Linked DNA regions of Mus musculus: regions 1 and 2 are each linked to region 3. Evidence: chromatin contacts called from public HiChIP or PLAC-seq and promoter capture Hi-C data. All regions are on one chromosome and are shown on one strand. The core of a region is the stretch at or near the end of the contact, and the rest is flanking DNA. Distances in the headings are between cores, read along the strand shown. Region 1 holds the start of Clec3b (C-type lectin domain family 3, member b). Region 2 overlaps Topaz1 (testis and ovary specific PAZ domain containing 1). Region 3 holds the start of Kif15 (kinesin family member 15).

Region 1 (3,290 bases), core at 300-2,799, 200 kb after region 3:
TCCAGAATTATATGTGGAGCTATATTATGTGTTCATCTCCTCCAGCCTGGTGCTGATGGTAGTGTGAGAGCTCCCATTCTGCAGAATCTCCAACACTGGTGAGTTCACACCTTAGGAACTCCTTCAGGCTGGCTGTTCCCACTGATGGGTCCTAAGCATTCTTAAGTATGCTTGATTCCTGGCAGTGAGACACATTTGGTGTCCCGTCCAGCAGGACTTAGTTATTCCATGGGTCGAGAAGGACCAGGGCCTGAAAGACGAAATGAGCGGAGAAAGGGAAGCAAGACCAAGCAAAGAGTTGTCAAGGTCTGTTTAATGAAGGCTAGGAGCCTGATTATAAGCACACAGTGAGAGAAAATAGGAAGGGGCATAATAAAATACAGAGAAAGGGATGGACATCTGGGGCGGATGCTGATTACAGGCTTCTTGCAGCTTATCTTGGAATGTCAGCCCTAAAACAGTCCTGGGCACCAAACGGAGACATGGAGGAGAAGGTGAAGCTGCCTTAATCTAAGCAGTTCTAGGTGCCAAGTGAAGGAGGGAGTGAAGCTGGCAGTCTCAGGTGCCAGGTGGAGGCAATGAAGGAGGGGGTGACATAATTCCCTTCAAAGGGTCAGTGGATCTTTAGGGTGAGAGTTACTGGCGGGACTTAGTTTCCCACAGTTTGGTCTCTCACAATTTGGGTTCATTTCCTGCCCCAGCCTTGGACCCAGCATCTCTCTGCCATGCTCTGAATCCTTGAGTAGAATGTTGCATTCTGTACTTACATGCCAGGAGGACTCAAGGCTTTGGATGGCTTGTAGCAGTAAGATCCTTTCAGGGACAGCTGGGAGTCAGATGTTTCTGCATTCTTATGTTGACTACACATATGGATTTCTCTGGATATGTTCACATTCACAGGGGCCCACCGATAACCCTGCTTTTAAGCCCACTGTTTTACTAGGGTCTGCTTATGCCATCGGTGTTCCTGTGGTCTTGGCCATCACTCCCCTGCTTACAGGGTTCCTCCTTCCCATGCTTGGAATCCAGCACTGTTGCAGGACCTCCACTTTCCTGGCTATGCCTCCCTCTGTCCTGCAGAGCTTTGATACCCCTCACTGCACATCCAGGAGACATCACCCTGGTTCCCTCTCTGGCACCTCTGCTCTAAGGCCTTTTGGGTCCCTTCTCTGCTCTGGTCCCCTCTTTTGCTCTGTCTCTCTTATGGCTTCAGGACAGATTTTTGAGGGAAAAAATGTGAGGAAGGACCCCCAGTTCCCTCAACAAAATGGGAAAGGGCAATTCTGTGGGTGCAGAGACTCATTAAGCCAATGTTAGGCCCAATCTGGCTCCTGCGAGAGATGATCACTGGATGGATTGAACAATGACAGCTTTTGGCTATCTGTCAGAATCCTTTGAAATGCTGACTTTCTCGGAGCCTGGCCAGGCTGCTGGGTGTTTGTCCACAGCAGTGTAGCTATGGCTCCCAAGCCTTTCTCCTTTGGCAGGCTTGCTTCACTTTTTTTTTCTCTCTCTCTTTCTTTTTTACATGTCTTCAGCCAAGTTTTGGGAGGGTTTCCCAGGCTGAGGTCCTTGTGTCCACAGCCTTAAGACGTGTAGCCCAGGCTGCAGTGGCCACTGCTTTCTGACCCAGGCAGCAGCAGCAGTATGGGATTTTGGGGCACCTACCTGCTCTTCTGCCTCTTCTCCTTCCTGTCCCAGGTCATTGCAGAGTCACCCACTCCCAAGGCCAAGAAGGCTGCAAATGCCAAGAAAGGTAAGAAGGGGGCAGCTGTCCCTCCCAATGCCCTAGGAGCAGCTTTTTCCTTTATCTTCTGGGGAGCAGTCACAGTCTGGGGGCAGCTACCCTCCTGGTTACCTCATGATCCTCCCTCCATATCTGATGTTGGTGAGTCCTTCTGGGACCTTTGGTGAGAGACCCCTGGAGCTTGGGGATTTCTCATAGCAAGGATGGCTGTCAGAGATTCGAGTCCCTGACTCTTAGAACAGAGAATAATCTTACTAGGTTTTGTAAACTAACATCTGCTCCTCCTCTGGCACCCAACACGTTAGAGAAATCAAACCTCCGGCTTGGAGATGGACAGTTCCCAACAGGGAGCACCAGACTGGGTTTCCTCAACTGTGAGCCCAGGAGGGTGGAATTTGCTCAAAGACTTGCAGACAACATTTAATAATATATTTAAAGTCCTCCAGAGACAAACTCAGAGGGGGAATGGGGGGAGATGGACTTTTACTTCCATGGGGTGTCAGCCTTGTTCCCTCAGATGAGCTCAGAGCATCTCTGCTCTCCTCTGAAAAGTTGAGGCTGCAAGACCTACCTCCATAGTCCTGTCAGCAGTGAGGTCATCCTGGGATGGGTGGGGAACGTTCTGGTAATGACTGAGGCTGTCACCCTACAGGACTTTGGAGGATGGCAGGAAGAGTCAGAGAGATGGGGCCCTAGAACCCAGCCAAAGAGAGGGGAGGGTGTGAAGAAATTTACAGGCCCTCTGAGCCTCCACAGTGAACTATACAAATCAGCATCTTGGAACACAAGGCTACAGCAAAGAGCAGGCAGAATCCAGCGGTAGGGTGCTTGCTTGCCCAGTGGCTGCAAGAAACTGAGTTTGATTCAGAATTTACATAAAATCCAGAGTGAAGGGAAACACTTTAACCACAGCACTCTGGAAGTGGAGGCAGGAGAATTATAATTTAAGGTTATCTTCAACTGTATAGCAAATTTGAGACCAACCAAGGCTACAGAACCCATCTCAAAAAAAAAAAAAAAAAAGTAACAAAACAAAACTCCAGCATTAGAGTTAAGCCGCTTCCTTCCTGCTGTGCTCTAATGTGCAAGCTGCCTATAGTGTGACTTCCTGGTTCTGTCTTCAGAACTTTAAACAAACAAACGAACAAGATAAAGCGCTGGGTGTGGTGGTGGACACCTTTAAACTCAGGACTCTGGAGGCAGGCAGGTGGATATCTGTGAGTTTGAGTCCAGCCTAGGGGTTCCAGGCCAGGCAAGGCTGTACAGGGAGACTCTGTCTTAAAAATAGGCAAAACCAAAATACTGAAGACTGAGTTTACAATGTGAATAAAATTCAAAACAGAATGGATACTATATTATCAGCCCCTCGACAAAGGGATTTATCATAGCCATACAAGTTTGGAGATGAATCCTGATAGCCTGAACAACTAACATATATCAGTGATTATTTAGAAAATTTGAATGGACTGACTAAAAGTAAATGTCTGTTGTGTGTGTGGAGAACTATTCCAGAAAGATCCCAAATGTAACAGAGATGACTTCT
Region 2 (3,305 bases), core at 467-2,966, 170 kb before region 3:
TATATATCTGTCTATCTATCTGTCTGCATATGTATGTATATATACATACAACACACACACACACCTCAAAATAAGTAAATAGTAAAATATAAATATCTTAGTGTGTTCAAGTAATTTCTCAATAGGAGAATATAACCATAGTAGACTCTGAAGAAGTATTGTCCATACACCTTCAGCTGAGTCAGTCTTCCAGTCATAGGGTAGCACGCTGTGGTCTAGTCACATGACCTCTAGCAGAAATCATCATAGCTTCAAGCCTTCCCAATGCCTTAGGATAACTTTGGGTATCTGCCTCCTGTCCATCCAGTCTCAGACCACAGGCATCCAGGTACTTTAGTCAGCGTTCTCCATCCAAGCTGAGGTACATGAATGACAAGAAGCAGGGCCTATGAAAATCGAGGGGGAATGTCTCAGAATTAAGTAGATGACTGCATCCAGGCCGTCAGCCATGCAGGTTGTTAATTTATTAAGTAAAGACCATTTCTTCCCTGGCAAGGGCTGGGGTAAAGCTCAGGATGAGCCTCTCCCCATTCACCATCAGGGATGAGGCATCAATGCCAGACCTGAGCTACAGTGGGACAGACAGTGCCAGATAGAAATTACACGACAAAGTAGTTGAGACAACCCAAGAATGGAAAGAAAGTTCAATTTTGATATTCAAAAATATTGTTCCCATGTTTGCTTAAAATTCTGAATACATCTTTCTGTGGTTCTCAAACACTTGATAACACTATGTTTCAAACTTTGCTAATAAGTTTTGATATTTCGATTCCCCTGTGTCCATGTCTGACTCCTGCTGCCAATGTCTTAGTTATTTCTCATACATTGGCCTCTCAGTTCTTTCACATTTTTACAAGAATGACTCCTTCTCCTCTTCCCCTTCCCCTTCCCCTTCTTCTCCCTCTTCTTCTGCAGTTCATTGAAGCTGGGATGGTACCTGACCCAGAGCACTTGAACTATATTGTTAAGCTTTTACATCAAGCACAGGCATCCCAACAAGAAATATCTGCAGTTCTGCAAGCCAAATCCAGGTAAGATGGGAGACTGCCAGGTCTGTATCTTGGTGGAGACCAAGCGAGGTGAAATCCAAACTGTCTCAAGGCCAAGTTTGTCACCCATTATAAGCCTCTTCCTGTCTCTAAGCACAGCTGACCTGAATCTGACTCTGCTGAGAACCTCACTTAACTGCAGTGTACACTAAGGGCAAGGAAGCTTCTCTTCCCGTTTGACTGCTTACTTAATTGTACTTAATGTGCGCCAATGCGTATGCAAATCATAGTAGCTTTTTTTTTCTCCCTGGTTCACTCTTGCTAGCTTGGTGCTCTCACTTCCCCTTCGTTCACTATGTCTGCTCAGCTTATGAAGCTCCAACCAATGATTTAATCTCTGATTTACCATACTGCCATAAAACTGGCTGTCTTCCTTGGGAAGAGCACTTGCCTAGCATGTGCAGGGTTCTAGGTTCCATCCCTAGTGATGTTAAAAGTAAACAAGTAGTGCTGCAATAGACCCGTGTAGAGAAAAGGGAAAGCACATCTTGTTGGGCTGGAGAGAAGAGTCAGTAAAGTGCTTATCACATGAGTGTGAAGACTGACTAGTCATAGATATTTGTGACCCTGGTACAAGGAGACAGACAGGAGGGTCCCTGGGGTCAGTTGGCCATCCAACCTTGCTTACATAGTGAGTTCTGAGTTTAGTGAGAAACCTAGTCTCAAAAACAAGGTAGATGGTGGTAAGCCCTTGCTTGGCCTTCTTACTGGGGTGGTGAGAGAATGAAGAAAAGACAAACAGATACAGACAGAAGTATCTTGGATCAAGGAAGCAGGCTGCCAATCTTAGTAGGAGCAGTCTTCGGTATAAACATCCAGGGGGAGAAAGCTATGGCAGACATTTTCTGTACATACTACCAACATATGGACCAGAAAAGGAGGTATTACCACTTCTCTCTGAGTCACCCTTGAGTCACTTTTGCCATTCTTCCATGAGTCTGAGGCTCTGGGCTTCCTCTACTCCCTACAGGACAGATCCTGAGGAGTGAATGACACGTGAGGTTGACCTCTGAGTGCACGTGCCCACAGACACAAAGTTATTTCTTTAAAAGAAAAAGACACAGACATAAGTCATCAGGAGTGAAGGGATTAGTCCAGACCCTCCTGCCCCTGAAACGATTGGTGTGAATGTTAATCGTGTGTGAGCTCAGCAACAAAGATAAAAAGGAATGATTTCTAGGTCTTAATACTTGTATAAAGTATAGAAGAAATTTAATCCACAATTTAAACCTTTAAGAATGCTATCCCAATGACCAGATAGTTTCTCTTGAGAAGTCTACTCATTTTTTTAACAAGTCCAAGTGAATTTACACATAATTCCAGAAAATTGGAGAGACTAATTTCTATTGGTCTATATTTCTTTCTGTCTGCCGTTGATTTGTTTTTGTTTGCACCCAAAGGGTCTCACTATATAGTCAGTGCTACACTTGGCTTCCTAGTCCTCCTATCTCTATCTCCCACTTGGTAGGATGTGCCACCATGATTAGCTTATCAGCATTTTTGAGGCAGGTATTACCATATACAAAAAACAAAGTGGGCCCATCATGGTGGCACAGACCTTTTATCCTATCACTCAGAAAGCAGAGGCAGAGGCAGAGGCAGAGGCAGATGATCTCTGTGAGTTTGAAGCCAGTCTGGTCTGTAGAATGAGTTCCAGGACAGCTAAGGCTACATAGTGAAACCCTGTTTCAGAAAAATTAAATTAAAAGCCAAAGTGGGTACAAAAAACTAAGAGATGCCAGATGTGATAACTCAATACCTGTAATCTAGCATTTGAGAGATAGAGGCAGGAGGATCAGGAACTCAAATCTAGCCCAGGCCAGCCTGGGTTACATGGTACTCAGTCTTCATGCTGTGGAGCTGGAGCAGAGAGCACTACTACTCTAACAAAGGACCCAGGGTTGGATCTCAGCACCCATGTGGTGGCTCACAACCATTTGCAACTCCAGTTCTAGGGGATCTTATCCTGTCTGCTGGCCTCTGATGGTACCAGACATGCCTGGTACCATCATATTGTGCACATACATGCAGGCAACACATACACACACACTTTTAGATGATTTTTTAGAGGGCTATAAACCAGTATCTTTTATGAGTTTAAATGTGAAAATTCTTGACAGATTAGGAATGAAAGATAATTTTTTTAACTTGGTAAAGAAAGGCCCAAAGTGAGATCCGGCTCAAGGGGAGGTCCCAAGGCCTGACACTATTACTGAAGCTATAGAGCACTTACAAAAAGGAGCCTAGCATGACCGA
Region 3 (3,358 bases), core at 230-2,729:
AAAATAACAGGAAAATTATATTTTCCCCTACCTCTGCTCATTTGATATACTAACAGCTTCAGTTTTGTAGATATCTTTGTTTGTTTTTCAAGACAGGGTTTCCTCTGTTTAGCCTTCATTGCCCTGCAACTCCATTTGTAGATCAGGCTGGTCTGGAAGTCAGAGATCTGCCTGCTTCTTCATTCTGAGTTCTAGGATTCAAAGACATGTGCCACCACTGCCCAGCAGATACTATTAGCTGCTATTCAAGGACACACAAATAGTTATATAAAAGGTTTTGTACATAAACAATACTGTACATAATTGTTTAACTTTTGAAATTTATCAAACAGAAACCTAGTACTCACTGTACAAATGTAACAATTATATTTTGTCAGCTAAGTCAAAACATTTCTACTTTTTAACTAAGAAAGGTTTTGCATACTTTGAGATAAATACAGAATTATCTCATTTTTCAAGCAACTGTCTAATATTTAATTTTGGGCAGTCATCTTATGGGGAATACCCTGCATGACTTGGCCTTTGCCCACTACTATATTTTATCCCATGTAACTTTCACAGCTTCTAAGAGTCTAGACAACTAAGTTTGAGTACTCAACTGTCCATTATGTCTGTCTTTTTTTCTCAAACTGTGTCTAGGATGCTCCAGGCCATCTCTTACATAGCTAGCCCTCAAAACTAAAGAATCCCTAGATGCGCTTTTGAACACAACTGCATGTCCTCTTGTTTGACCTGTGCATAGCTTCTCGGCAGCAAGAACGCATTGTGTTTTCAATGTTACCTTCATTAGACAACCCCCTTTGAGAAGTACTGTTTCATTTCCCTATCTTGAGACACACAGCTTGGTAAACAGCAGGGGTTCTACTAGTCCTGGCTGATTCCTTCAAAGACTCCTGATTCGAGTCGTTTAATCAAGTGGCTTCGGTCTCCTTATCTGAAAAAGGGGACGACGCTGTCAATCACCTTGCTCAGGTAAAGTGAGATCCGCAAGTAAGAAAGGACAGAAAAGCTGTCTAGACTAGCTACTAGGGCTAGGTCGTTTTCAAGAATAGCACCCTGCAAGTAAGAATTCCTGGACCCGAGAGGCCAGACCTGGGGTCCGGCTGGTCGCGAGTGAGGGACCTGTCAGTTACGTCGGCACCGAGGAGCCGGAAGTGGGGTGGAGATAGAGGGTCTGACTCGGGGCGACTCCCGCGGCCTCACCTTGGTCTCTACGGTGGGCCCCTCCTTGTAGCCGACTCTCTCTTTGAAGCGGGACAGGAAGGCGGGCTCTGCGGGCCGCACATAGGACACTTGGTTCCGCTTGCTCATGGTAGTTCTGGTTCTGACCAACAATAAATAGCACTCGGCAGACTTGGCAGGGTACAAAGTGTCTGTCGCCCGCGCGGACTTCTGACGTAGACCGTGTTAGTGACGCCATCCGACCACGCCCAGGAGGCGTGGTCCGTTGGGGCGCCAAATTCAAATCTGCGGCCATCTTGAAGGGAGGATTCTGGTGGTCCTGGCGTAAGCGAATCTCGGACGGGGTCGCCATGGCCCCCGGCTGCAAATGTAAGTTGCGAGCCTGCCTGGTGAACTCATCGCCGCTGGCAGATGCCGGTGCTACGGGGCGTCACCTCTTAGGGCGCCCCGCGAGGGCGACGACGGCACACGCAGTGGGAACCCGAGTTCCTCACGGAGCGCGGGCGTCCCGCCTCGGCCACCCTACACCCGAGCGCTCTTCTCTGTGCATGGGACCCTGCTGTTTCCTTGCTGGCTTCTGGTGTCCTGAGGGCGGCCCTTGCGCTGCACTTGATGCTTGATTACCTATTTCTGCCTTTTTTGAAGGGAAGGGATTTGTGTTCCCTTCGGTGGCCTACCCTCAGAGGAGGGAACTTTAAAGCGAATTGCAACGGTCCCTTTACAACAGTTCCCATTCTTCATGCAAGACTTCATGAGTTCCTGAAACCAGAACTGTATCTTAGTACAGAACCCTATAGATAATGTGCTCTGTAAACTAAGTGTACTAAGATTAGCTAATACTAAAATACCTCAATTATAGTAATAGACAGTAATAGTTATTTGAAAGTAGTCTTTGCCTCAATTATAGTAATAGACAGTAATAGTTATTTGAAAGTAGTCTTTGACATAGTGTCTTATTATACCGGTCTTTTATCCTATGAGATTCTACGGTGTCTACTTGCTGAGAGAAATTCTGTAGACAGTATGACAGAGTTAGTATCCAAAAGTCACTTGAACACAAGCATTGTGATATAGCCACTTGATCTAATAACAAATGGCTGAGACTGTTAGGAGAGTAGTGTTTATAGTACCTGGCTAAAAAGAGTTGTGTAGCATGAGGCTTTATATTGAGACCTTGTTTAAAAAAAAAAAAAAAAAAAGGCTTAGAAATTGTTTCATTCTGAATTTTCTATTTAGTTGTTTTAGATTGTGATTGATGGCTGAGGAAAAAAACATAGAAAAAAGAAGTGCAGATTATGAGTAGACTAATATATATATTAATCTGTTTTCATCACAAAGAGATTGATTTAATCCCCCACTTCCAACGTATATGAGTGCCACCTCTTATATTGCCTATTATCTTTCTTAAATTATTTTTAATTATTGGTGTGTATGTGAGTGCACATGCATGTGTATATGTGTGCACAGCTGCGAGTGTAGTTTGTGTGTAGGTTGCTTGTGTGGGTGAAGATGGCCGTGGAGTGGTTGGATACTCTAGAGCTAGCATTATGAGTGGTTGTGAGCTTCTGAATATGGGTGCTGGCATGTGTGGTTTTTTTTTTTTTCCTTTGTTTTTCGGCTGATTATAAGATTTGAGAATAAAATGAGATACTTGAGAAAATTGTGAAATTATACATTTGAAATTTACAATAGTGTTCATGTTTGTAGCTCTTTGTCAATTGTTATTGTTTCCTGATGAATTGTTTTAGTAACCCTTTAAGTCTATTACACTGATATTTGAACAGCTCTGTGTGATCTTTTCCTCTATTTAAAGTAGCCTGTCTCCTCTACCTCTTCAGCAGTAAGAGAATTTAAGCGTACAAACTAGTACATGATAGAGCTTAAATTCTTTTTAAAATCTAGGCTCGTCTTAAGGTTTCTGTGAAGCCAGACAGGGCCTGGAGCTTCTGATCCTCAGGATTTCACCTCCCAAGTGCTAGGACAGCGATAGCCTTGTAGTCAGTCAGTAACTCCTTCGGCCTCAGCCAGTCTTCTGATTTCTACCCTCACCGATTAGTTTTACCTATTCTTGAAGCTCATGAGCATGGTACATATATTCTTTTTCTTGTTGTAGTAACTGTCCTGACACTTTGTGCCTGTGGGCACATGATAGGCAGCAGCAGCTATCACTGCTGTT

The links. HiChIP or PLAC-seq counts read pairs in DNA pulled down with a chosen protein or histone mark. Capture Hi-C pulls out chosen DNA fragments and counts their contacts.
Region 1: a contact with region 3 is called in a promoter capture Hi-C map of adipose tissue. The contact joins the promoter of Clec3b here to the promoter of Kif15 in region 3. A contact is called at or near these places in 1 of 115 datasets of contacts at active chromatin or transcription factors (pancreatic cancer cells) and 2 of 9 other capture datasets (adipose tissue and liver).
Region 2: a contact with region 3 is called in an H3K4me3 HiChIP or PLAC-seq map of bone marrow-derived macrophages, with 2.2 times the contacts expected there. The contact joins the enhancer-like site here to the promoter of Kif15 in region 3. A contact is called at or near these places in 6 of 39 promoter capture datasets (the 3T3-L1 cell line, the C10 cell line, frontonasal cranial neural crest and 3 more), 2 of 115 datasets of contacts at active chromatin or transcription factors (the SCID.adh cell line and bone marrow-derived macrophages) and 2 of 9 other capture datasets (adipose tissue and liver).

Annotation. Positions count from the first base shown.
Region 1 is chr9:123,149,397-123,152,686 of GRCm38.p6, forward strand. It overlaps Clec3b (C-type lectin domain family 3, member b), which reads left to right and starts at 1,550. Exons shown (of 3, transcript NM_011606.2): 1 at 1,550-1,756. The coding sequence starts at 1,648.
Region 2 is chr9:122,784,160-122,787,464 of GRCm38.p6, forward strand. It overlaps Topaz1 (testis and ovary specific PAZ domain containing 1), which reads left to right. Exons shown (of 20, transcript NM_001199736.2): 12 at 916-1,031. Among named protein-coding and RNA genes, the nearest start is that of Tcaim, 20 kb to the right of the region's middle. Within about 2 kb of position 1,717, at least 18 of the 459 cell types and tissues checked have an H3K27ac peak or open chromatin away from gene starts, as enhancers often do. A contact at or near this core is called in bone marrow-derived macrophages, where this site is marked.
Region 3 is chr9:122,949,602-122,952,959 of GRCm38.p6, forward strand. Kif15 (kinesin family member 15) reads left to right here and starts at 1,480. Exons shown (of 35, transcript NM_010620.1): 1 at 1,480-1,551. The coding sequence starts at 1,533. 1110059G10Rik (RIKEN cDNA 1110059G10 gene) reads right to left here and starts at 1,399. Exons shown (of 3, transcript NM_025419.4): 1 at 1,204-1,399. The coding sequence starts at 1,311.